2 separate regions of the Mus musculus genome follow, and region 2 is linked to region 1. The links are chromatin contacts, called in public Hi-C maps. All regions are on one chromosome and are shown on one strand. Each heading gives the region's core, a stretch centred on a gene start, on an enhancer-like site or on the middle of the called end of the contact. The rest is flanking DNA. Distances are from core to core; before and after follow the strand shown.

The links. A called contact is a pair of places that touch in the nucleus more often than the background predicts.
Region 2: a contact with region 1 is called in a Hi-C map of uterus, with 3 times the contacts expected there. The contact joins the enhancer-like site here to the promoter of Depp1 in region 1. A contact is called at or near these places in 5 of 39 promoter capture datasets (the 3T3-L1 cell line, the C10 cell line and neutrophils), 2 of 15 datasets of contacts at CTCF or cohesin (large pre-B cells and pro-B cells), 88 of 484 Hi-C or Micro-C datasets (B cells, the C10 cell line, the CH12 cell line and 56 more), 3 of 115 datasets of contacts at active chromatin or transcription factors (astrocytes, embryonic stem cells and kidney) and 3 of 9 other capture datasets (adipose tissue, liver and pancreatic islet).

The regions. Positions count from the first base shown.
Region 1 is chr6:116,647,658-116,653,293 of GRCm38.p6, reverse strand. Depp1 (DEPP1 autophagy regulator) reads right to left here and starts at 2,610. Exons shown (of 2, transcript NM_145980.2): 1 at 2,449-2,610; 2 at 447-1,601. The coding sequence starts at 1,596. The coding sequence ends at 979. It overlaps Rassf4 (Ras association (RalGDS/AF-6) domain family member 4), which reads left to right. Exons shown (of 11, transcript NM_178045.4): 4 at 5,585-5,636.
Region 2 is chr6:116,764,873-116,770,740 of GRCm38.p6, reverse strand. It overlaps the pseudogene Gm22882. Among named protein-coding and RNA genes, the nearest start is that of Gm36788, 7.4 kb to the left of the region's middle. Within about 2 kb of position 2,845, at least 14 of the 459 cell types and tissues checked have an H3K27ac peak or open chromatin away from gene starts, as enhancers often do. A contact at or near this core is called in bone marrow-derived macrophages and uterus, where this site is marked.

The DNA.
Region 1 (5,636 bases), core at 1,361-3,860:
CCGACCTAGCCAGAATAATGGGGTTGGACAGCTTTGTGATGTGCCCCCTTCTGTAACAAGGGCCTAGGTGAAGCTGGTGGGCACATGCAAGAAAATCAGAGATGAGACCACTAGACCCAGTATGTGACAGCCTGCAGGCTACGTGCTGCATTCTGTTTTGGCCCTGAGCATGAGAATTCTCTAATTCTCTGGTACCACAATGAGATTTGGACACTGGAGTCAAGATAGCATGTCCCCTGGGTACCTAGGTGACAATCCCTATGAAACACAGTAATACATCTGCTGAGACCTCATATCTTTTGTTGGGCCTCTGGAAATATATGCCTGAAGGTAGAGCATAGAGGCCAGGCCCTTCCTTGGATGCTTTTAAGACAGTGTTTTTCAACCTGAGTCACAGCCCCTTTCGGGGTTGAACGACCCTGTCACAGAAGCCACCTAAGAGCACTGGAAAGCTCAAAGATTTACACCATGATTCGTAACAGTAACAAAATTGCAGTTATGAAGTAGAAACAAAAATCATTTTATGGTTGGGGGGTCACACAACATGAGGAACTGTATTAAAAGGTCACAACATTAGGATGGTTGAAAGCCACTGCTTTAGGGGCCTGAGACCCTTTTCCTTGGTCCTTTGCCCTTGGTTTCTCATGAGACTGTGGCAGCCACCCAGAGTACAGCCCGCATCTCCTCATTAGAGCAATCTGGGAGGTGGTCACTCCACCTACACTCACTTTAGTCATGATAAAACCAAGACATAGAGGACACTGAGTCGCTTCAAAGTCACGGGCCAGCCAGACACAAAAGGTACCAGTCAAAGTCGCATTGTGGGAGCTAGACTGTCATCGCTCTTTAGAGGATGGGTCTCACTAGGAATTGCCCAGTCCCTGCAGACCTGCCAGGAAGTGTCCACCACAGGAGAGGAAAGCTAGAGAGAGCACAGGGGCCCACCATATCCTTTATGGGTTTTTCCTGGGGTAGGAGTTAGAGTTCATGGATCACTGGGAGGTGCAAATAGAGAGTACCTAGGATACTGCTGGGGCGAGAGCTGGAGACGGACGCTAAGGCCCGGCAGGACTTTCTAGAAGTCCAGCTTTTCAGGTCGGAGGTCTGGTGCCTGGGCCCTGGTTTTCTTCCCAGAGAGTGCTCAGGTACCCTGGCCTCACAGAGTCTCCCCGTGTCCTTGCCCATCTGTCTGGGCACATCCCAGGGATCTGAAGAACCAGTCCTGTTGGGTCGACCTCTCCCATCTGCCTGCTCTCCCTGTGACTTCCCAAAGAGCCAGTCCAGAGGGTTGTCAGTGCCGGGAGAGGGCAGTGTGGGCTGCAGGCTGCTGACGCAAAGAGAGCTGTCTCCTGGAGACTCGGCCTGGCGCCTCTTCTCTCGAGTCCAGGCTGGCCGGGAGGGTCTGTTGGGACGGCTCTGGGCTGTGACCTTGTCCAGCACTGAGGTGGGCTGTGCCAGCTGACAGATACACCTGACGTAGTCATCCAGGCTGGGGGACGCTGGGGGTTCCTGCCCAGCTGCCCCATGTGACAGCTCTTCTGACATTTCCCGAATCGTTGGCAAATGGGGCACGGGCAGCAGAAGCCGGGACCTCATAGCTGCTAATAAAGCAAAAGCAACCTGTTAGCCAAGAGGAAACCAGTGGCGAGCCCGCCATGCCACCCTGACACCCTCCTACTTCCTCTCCCTCATCGGAGATGCTACACGGGGCTCGGGTACCCAGAAAACAATAAGAAACCTGCAGATCTGAGACCAAGGCTCACCCCCCTGCCCCCACCCGCACTCATCCTTCCAGCTACCACCAAAGTACCCAGCTCACTAAGGCTTCATCATTAGTGTTGTTTAAGAATAGCCAGATAGTCGGGGCTCAGTGGTAAGGGTACTTATTCTTGCAGAGAGCCTGAGTTCAGTTCTTAGCACACACATAGTGGCTCTAGCCATCTATAAATCAAGTTCCAGGGGTCTGACTGGCATGTGTGTAGCACACATACATTAGTGTAGGCAAAATATCCATGCATATAAAATAAAATAAATTAATTAAAAATTTTAAAATGAAGAACGAACAGGTAAGAAAACGGGGGGGGGGGTATTAATGTGGGGTCAGAGAACACCTAGGTTTTAAACTCGTCTCTGCCACTTAATGACTTAGAGACTGGCAATGTCACCTCTCTAAACCTCTAATTACTTGTCTGAAAAATAGGGTTATAAACATCCCACTGGCAGGGATATATGGGGAAATTCACGGAGACATAGCTTTGACATCACAGCTCTCCTGTAAACACAAAGGCCTTGTATAAACACCTTATTATCATAGTGGTCGGTGGTACCCACCCCCCTGCTCTCTATCCAGTAGTCAGGCCGTGAAAGCTCGGGATGAGAGATGCTCTCAGAGATAAACTAGCCCCGTGTTTTAAAAGTGTCAAGCCAAAGGGTGGCTGCTCTTCTTACCTGTAAGTCAGCAGTCAGGGTGGCAGGAGTCTAGATGGGTAAAGACTGTCTCCTCTAAAGGAAGCCCCAGAGGCGGGCAGTCACAGCCGGGTCTCTAGCTCTTGGTCCCTGGGAAGAGGACAGTCAGGACGATGTGCTGTGGTTTCTTCCCCTGTGCGGTCTGGCAAACCCAACACACACTGCTGCTTTTACACGGTTCCTCCGGTCATCAATCATTGTCAGGAAAAGCTCAAAATAACAGCACTTTGGAAGGTTCTCAGGGGAAAGCACAGAGGGTGGGGCTTGGCCCAGCTGCCAGCCTGGAATTTGTGTATGTGCCTGCAGGAGGTTGGGAAATATTTACACTGTAGGGTGAGGTGTGGGGCAGCCACCTCACCTGACTTAGACAGCTTTACTATGGGTAGAGAGCAAAGCCAGCCTGGGGGTTCCTGGGACCTGGGGACTGCTGGAACCTGGGACCTCCATAGGACCCCCATGGGCTTCCACCCCTGTCTGGTATAGCACAGTATTTTCTACTATGGATTACCCCAGGACCTGTGATCCTGTGACACGCCAGCCTTGTGCTAAGTTTTGCTGAGTTCCAGGCCTACACTTATGATCATGATAACACATGAGGCTTGCAGGGTGAGGGACATCACCTTACACAAGTGCCGGGGCAGCTTGACAGTCTGTCTGACTTCTCTCATAACATCTCAGATACTTTCAAGGAGAAATTTGCTTGCCCGTTGTTGGCCAGGCATGTGCCAGTGACTGCTAATGGCATAGCAAATACTGTGGACAAATCACCACGTATGATGCCTGTTTCCCAGTGAGAAGGATTATGGAGTCATCAGTGGGCAGGCGCAGTGACTCAGCACTCAGGATGGCTGCAAAATAGAGCGCCGAAGGGCTGTGGAGCAGCAGAAGAGGGGGTGGTCCAGGTCAGGTGGGCCAGATGATACCAAAGCAAGGGCAAGGCACTATAGGTTTGAGTAAGGAGCTGTAGTGTGGCTTCTGCCAGATGCCATGCTCGGGCAAATGACAGCAGCTGTGAGAAACCAGGGGACTCCAAGGGTGATACCAACACAGTGGCAGCTGAAGGCAAGATGGACAGCCCTGGGAAGGAACCGGCTTTGCGTTTCTCAGGCCTCAGCGCCTCTGCTCACCTACCCTCAGAAGCGGGAGGAAGAGGAGTTACAGAGGGAACAGTACGTTCAGGTCTGATACATGAGGGCTGGACAGACACTAGCCTCCTGCAGCATGGTGAGCTGCTGGTCTTGTGTCTATGCATTCCAAGTGTAGCATTAGAGTCATGGGTAAAGGCATGGGGACATTGGAGATACTGAACAATGCTTAAGTCAGGTGACAATTCCCAACTTACACCTGAATGATTCCACAGGACTCCAGCCTTTTGCCTGACTGTTTAGGCAAACACTGTGAGGCCGTATCAGGAAGCTGTGTGTGGTTTTGATAGCCTTAGACTCTTCTCTCTGTGGTCAGTGAGGTGTTTGAAACTAGGCATGACTGTTAGCCGACCATGAGATCCACACTGTGAGTGGGGGTGAGGCCATCCCCACGTGAAGGTTCTCATGACATCCCTGTTTTCACGGGGGCTTTCCAGGACAATGAAGAGAGAGGAGACTCCATGGGGCAGTGGGTGGGGCATGATTTCACTTAAGTGTAGTGTGGAATCCAAAATAACTCAAATGCATAGAGGCAGAAAGAAGGAAGATGGCTATCAAGAGTGGTAGGGAAGAAAGAGAAGTAGGGACCCCAGTTCTTCCAGATGAATGAATCTTAGAGATCCACGGGGCAGCACCAGGCCCACTGCAATCCCCTGTGCTGTACGTTTAAGTAGCCATTAAGTATGTGAGTCTTCAGACCTCACTTAGCACACCCTTCACCACCATGCCTTAGCATCACTCCATAGCAGAGACCTAATCGCAGGCTTTGCTTAGCTTCCTGTTCCATGGATTAGGAAGCTTGGCTGAACTCTTAATTAGACCCCACGTCATCACCATCATCCGTTGTGTTCTCAAACATCTTCAGTGTGCGTGTTAGCCATCATGAATCATGGTTAGTAGGCCTATCCATGCCACCATCCAAGATGGGAACTGTGTGGCAAATAGATATGAAAAGAGATTAGTTACGGTTTAAGCGGTAACTGGATGTAGAACATCACTGAATAAATACCCAAAGAGAAGAGAAGAGAAAAGAGGTACGGGGAGAATAGGGGTACATGTGGGACTCTTATATTAAATGTTCTTGGCCCAAGACGTATATGTAAATAAATAAAATATAGGGTGAGAGCCATGAGAGAGTGAGGCTGGAGTCTCTCAGTGGTGCCAGAGGTTTCAGGTAGGTCCCGGACAGTACAGTTGCTCATGGAGTAATCATAGAGTACAGGGAGCCTAGAGAGTCCCATGAAGAGAGAGAGGCTGGAAATACGTCAGAGACAAAGAACCAAGGACCGAAGAAGTTTGAGCCAGAGTCAGGAGGGTGCCTGTGGGGTGGAATACTGTGGGTTGAGTAGCAGTCCTTTCATTTGGAGACCTAAGGAAGTCGGAGAAGGCTGAAGGTTCAGTATGAAAATAGCATGAAATACTCATGATAGACCATGGAAATGTCCCAGAAGTGTTAGGCAAACCAGCATCCACCATTAGGGGAAAAAAAAGGCAGTTGGCATTGCCACTGATGGATGTGTGGAGAGAAAAACAAGGCAGGGAACACAGACAGTAGGATGTCCAGTAGAGCCTGGTGGCTATGGGATTCTCTGTCCCAGTGCCCTTTGAGTCAAGGAGCCTAGCCCAGTACAAGTGTCCAGGCATGCCTCCCCCCGCTCGTGCTTCCTCCCGGCAGTGTAGACGTGCCTGCCAGACACTTGCGGTGTCCTAGGGGACACCTGACTCAGCAGCTCCATGCTGGCCTCCGCCCTGCCTTTGGCCGGGCCTGGACTTAGCAGCGGAAGGAACACCTCATGTGTCCTCCTGCTGGTCCCTGCCCTCGTGCACTGAAGCATGCACACACAGCTCGCTCTTCCCTGGGAGGGTTGGGGGGCTGAGCATCGTGTTCCCGAGCAGGTCACAAAGAGGAAGGACAGACATCTTTAGGGAAGCTTCTGGATTTTTGAAATGACTGACCTGTGTTTCTCCCACAGGAAGAAGGGACTCTGATCATCGAAGGACTCCTCAACATTGCCTGGGGACTCA
Region 2 (5,868 bases), core at 1,596-4,095, 120 kb before region 1:
GAGAAAAAAAAGGGGGCTAGGGGGCTGTGCAGGGAGACATGCCCCAAGCACATTGCATGCTTACATGGGAGTGCCCTCCTGTAACTCAGTATTGTGTAGTTTTACATAAGTGAGTCAGAACAAAATGTTAGAAAGTGTTTAAGAGCACAATACCATGGCTGTAGAAGGAAAGGCATTCAGTCCCCCTTGGCATCCATGAGAGAACCACTCGAGGATGTGCAGGGGTACAGACCCCTGGATAAGCTCATGTCTACCCTACAAAGTGGCGCCTTGTTTTCAGATATCCTAAGGGATTCTCCCACATGCATCACGGCACCTCTAGATAACTTCCAACCCTTAATCTAATGCAAATGCTAGGTTACAGCTATTATAGTCCATCATTCACAAAATAATAAGGGAGAGAGTCTACACATGCTCGGTACGTTTGTTTCCCAAATATTTTCAGCCTGCAGTTGACACCATCAATGGATAAAGAATTCGGAGATACAACAGATCAGCTGTATAAAGTTTAACTCGTTAAGTTGAATCAAGAATTTGTATTCAGGATGATTCTGAACTGAATAGGACCCCAGTGGAATCCAGAGTATGACCAGGAATGGTGCCCATGTATCAGGCCCCAAGTGACCCCAGGCAACTGCATTCATTCCACCAAGGCCCGAATGGTACCACGGTTCAAGTCTAAAATGGCCCAACAGGCTTGTGTTTTAAACGCTTGTTTCAAAGCTTGAGGCCTCTAGAAGGGTGTGACTGATAAGGGCATTCACTAGACCCTCAGTAGAAGAGCGTTTGAAGGTTATAAATGGCTCCTTCCCATTCTCCCTACCCCTTGGTGCACCACAACATGACCCGCTGTTCTCCAGGCACACAGTCCTGCTGACATGATGTCCTGCGAGTGCATCGGGCCTGACACCGGAGGACTGAAATCTCTAAATCAGGAACCAAAATAAACCCTTCCTTCCTTCCTTTCTCTCTTCCTTCCTTCCTTCCTCCCCCCACCCCCACCCCCAGAAAAATGACATGTGGTCCTGCCAACGTCTAGGTAAATAATACAAGTGGCTTTGACTGTGCTTTGCCCCTTGAGGGTCAGTCCTTGTCCCTGATAAAAGGCTGCGCCAAGAAGAAGGCAATGCCCAGAAGAAACACGGAGAGCTGATCGCTGCAGGTAGTGGATGGTGCGCATTTGCACTGCAGGGGTTCTCATGAGAAGCCAGTTGTTAAGTTCATCACCCTGCCAACGTAGAAACTTATGCCAGCTACCCATGTGTCTATCTCTCCCTCAGCTAGAGAAACAACCCTTCTTTTTTTTTCAAGAGCAGAAAAACCAGTCTACCTTTCTGATGTCACAAATCTGGAGTGCTGAGGAGCCAAAGAACCATCTCACTGCCAAGGCAGCCGGGTTTGAAACCCTACTCAATGTGTACAAGTTACGGGGAATGTGGAGGGAGATATAGCTTTCCTGCACACACCTGACACCCGCAGCTGTCTTCTGCAGCCTGTGCCTGGGGACCGAGTATCTAACACCTTCATCAGAGGCAGGTGTGGCTCATTGTTTTGTTTTGTTTGTGCTTTCCACCCCACATCCCATTTCAGGATGTTAGGATTTGAAACTATCAAGTAACATCAACAAACTATATGTGTTTTGGAGACAAAGGAAGTGATGAGCCCTGGACTTCTAAGTTTACTGGTATTTGGTTCCCGTTTCCTCCAACTCCTGCCAGGTCCATCCCTTCTTCCCATGGCTCATTTCCCTGATCCATCAAATCATGAAGATGCTCTCTCTAAGGCACAGATTGGCCTCCACAAGCTAAAGGAAATGCTGTCACTGTGTGCACCTTTAGCCTCATGTACATGCGTAGCTCCCACAGGCTCTCTTAGTTCCGTGCTGTATCTACTGACATTCCTCCCTTCTAAGTAAGCAGTGCGTTCTCTGAAGACCTTTAGATACTTACTCAATCTTAGCATTATGCCTGGTGGTTACTCTATTCTGAGACAGCAAAGGAACCAGACTATAAATAGGTCAGATCCCAGCCCTCACCTCACTGGCTTCTCAGGGCAGGAGCTACAAACCCTCTGTGGCTGTGAGCTGCTTTTGAGTCTGCAGGGAGCCCTTAGGTAGCAGCTCACACAGAGAACACTTGTTAGGGCCTTGGGTCTGATCCTGGCCCTGTGGACTCTCCCATTATGAATATCTATAAATGCTTACCAACATGCCTCAGCTGCTCTTACAGCATGCGTTGGTGTGCTTTCAAGGGGTTGGCCTGCACCCCAGCTCCTAAGGTCGGCTCTTACTAGCTTGAGATAAGTGCAGACTCTCAGCCTGTTTAGCACAGACATTGACTGCGAAACATACTTGACCCAAGCCAGTCCTTGCTTCGGTAGGCCGCTGTTGTCAGGGTTTGGAGGAAACCTGTGTACCCCACATTTGATCCCATCAAGTAGAGCCAAGACTTATGGGTGGCCTAAGAAGATCTCACTTTTTCTGCATTGTTTGATGTGAGGCTAGAACAGCAGCAGGCAGCTGGTTGACTAAGTGGGAAAAGAGTCTGAAAACAAAGCCAAACTGTAGAGAAGACAGCCAGAAAACTAGTGACCGTCCAAATCCAGCCAGTCTTTGCACATCTTTATTTCCAAGTTGCTGTGACTTCTGTTCTCTGTTTACTTGCAACGAAAAGCTGTGAGGAGTGTCTCATCCCACAGTCCAAGAAGCAAAGCTGTGGAGCAACCGGGATAAGCTTAGAAGTCGCCAGGGTTGTAAGGAACTTGCAAGAATTAGCATTAGAGGGAGGAAGCAAAGGGAAAGCCCAAGGATGAACCAGAGCACGCCGGGCCTCTGCCGCCCCCTAGTGGACACTGCTGCCGCCACAGATCCTGCGGCCCTAGCTCAAAAGTTGACCAAAGCCCGGTTCTTCACCGGTGCCTCGACATTCCAGACCTAGATCCTAAGGAATTAGTTACCCAAGTGGAGTGCTCCTTCTTTGTACAGTAGGAAAAATAACATCCCCTGTTATCTGTAAGACTGTAATTAGATGAAATAGTCAAGATGAGGTTAACGGGACCTGCCCATATGAAATAACAAAAGGGGGGAAAATGAATTGCTGACGAAAGAAGTTTTGAAAAGTAGCACAGACAAAGAGCCGCGTGATTGATCCACGTCACTGACCGGAGAGGATCCAGGCCATGCCTTTGAAAGTGTGACTGAGGAAGCATATGGCTGCGCAAGTCAGAGCGCCCACCTAAGCCCAGGCTAGGAACCTGGACAGAGGGAGCATTGCATGCACTGGAGATGCAGAAGCTCCTGTAAGCCCCAGAACGATCCATAGATGCAAATGAGGAGATGACCAGGAGAGCCACTGGAGAGGACTGGAGGGAAAGAGACACAGAAAGCCAGGGCAGGTCCTGGCCACTAGCAGGGTCACTGAACCATCAGAAACCCTCGTTTCAGGCAAGGCCGTTAGTAGTTACAGTAAAACGCAGGTCCCCTAAGGCGGTGGTTCTCAACCTTCCTAATGCTCTAACCCTTTAATACAGTTCCTCATGTTGTTGTTACTTCATAACTATAATTGTGCTACTGTTATGATCATGATGTAAATATCTGATATGCGACCCCTGTGAATGGGGTCACTGTGAAAGTGGGTCACGACCCAGAGGTTGAGAACTGATTCCCTAAGAACTCATACAGGCAGAACCTAGATAGAGCCATCTTGTCTGTAGCCAGGATGAGAGTGAAGCTCAACAGCAAGCTCAGAGGTATATGCAAGGATACAAAAACAGTCACCACAAAATAAGAAAAAAAAGTAATAATGTATAACACCCAATAAAAAGTGTCTGTGCCTTCCAACAGGCAAGATGAGACAGAAGCCCAGTGAACTGACTGCCAATGCACAGCATAACACAATTGGGTGGGAAACAAATCTTGGAAAGAAATCTACAACCCCAAATTAAGTTAAAAAGCAAGAATGCTCTCATGACTTCAGACCAGTCTATGACTTCAACTTCCCTTTTAGAAACCAAGACAAAGAACATTAAATTAGATATAGAAGAAACAGAAGGGAAAGAAGAAGCAAAATAAGATAATACATTACTACAGTAGAAGACAGGAAAACAAAAAATTATGACCTGGAAAAAATTTTTAGACAGTCAATAAAATTGACAAACCACAGGGCATGGGGGGGGGGGACACCTTTTATCCTAGTCCTCAGGAGACAGAGGCAGGAGGATCTCTGTGAGTTCAAGGCCATCCTGGTCTACAGAGTGTGTTCCAGGACAGTCAAGTCTGCATAGAGAGATTGTGTCTCAAACAAACAAACAACAAACCCTGATAGCCCAGTGGTCAGATTGTTGGAGGAGAGGGAGGAGCAAGAAGAGAAAGGGAAAGGATGGGAGGGAAGAGTGGCCCAGCTGCTAACAGAAGAGGGATGCTGGCAGCCCTGCAGATTCTACAGATGTCCAAAGGAAAATAAGACAATGTTATGAAAAACTTAATATATTGATAAGTTAAAGTGTCAAAGCCCTTGAAGGAAATGTGTGTACTTAAAATAAAACACACAATGTTAAATAATCCTATCTCTGTTATTATACATTATACTTTTATAAAAAATCCCACATAGAAAATCTCAGCTTCGGATGGCCTTTCACCTAACATTGAAAGGTTAGTTCATTTTGATTCCAGTCTTCCAGGAAATTGTACAGAATCGACTACTGCTCAGATTGTTGCAAGAAACCATTTAATACTATAACTCCATCAAAAATGTTACAAGTAACAGAAACTCCAGACAGATAACCCCATGAGCACAGATGCAAACACAGGTGCGCAAAGCAAGCATATTCACTTAAAGCCTAACTTTGGCAAGCCAAATCCAACAGACAGTGCACCCTGACTAGCTAGGGTACCTCCCAAGAACGCAAGGCTGGTTCCTTAATGACCTGGAAATCCATCAGTGTTTTTCCCCGTGTTCTTCTACTTAAGGGGAAATCATACCATCGCAGTCATACATTGGACGATGAGGAGAAGCATCTGCAAAACAGTAACAGCTTTTCTGACAAAAACAAAAACCAAAACCAAACAAAACGTAGTCACCCCTACGTTACATAGCCTGCAGTAACGTTGCAGGTGCAGCTGCTGTGCCACATGTGTGTCAGTAAGTGGCAGAAAGGAGAGTCTGTACTCAGTGTTCTGACCTATGAATATCTGAATGATAGCCTAACTAACACTCCCTGGGGCTGGTGGGGGTGGGGGAGGGGAACAAACCAAAACCCTGAGACAGTCCAGGACCAGGGGCTCAGACAGGGAACTAGCCTGAGACAACCACCAGTCTGGTTCCATGCAGGCCCTGAGGGCTCCCAGGGCTGGGAGCAAGCTGGAGCCCTGAAGAGCCCTGCCTGGGACTGAGGGTTCAGGAGGGAGTGAGCCCAAAATAGACAACCCTCACTTGGGGCCACTTGGGCAGACTGGATGATGAAGAAGCCAGCAATGACCACCAGGCCAGCTCCTTGGGGACCGAACGGGGAGCTAGCCTACGACAACTACCACACAGGCCTATGGGGAGGGGCAGACCATGCTCAAGATGACCCCTGTAGGGTATAACACTCTTAAGACTGCTCTTGAGATGGCCCCAGACACACAGAAACTCTAAGTACCTCTAAGAGGAGCAAAGAAGTGGTGGAAAAATAGAAGGGAAAGAGAAGCAGAAGGATGTGAACACAATGAAGAGGCAGAACTGGAGATTTGCAGATACGGAAGAACAGCCCGATGGGGGTAGCTGGGGATGGCAACTGGGACCATGGTGGGGTCCTAGCCTGTGCTGCCATGCGACGGGTAAGGGGGCACATCTAGGTCCGTGACCCTAAAGCAGCAGGGTTCTGTTACCA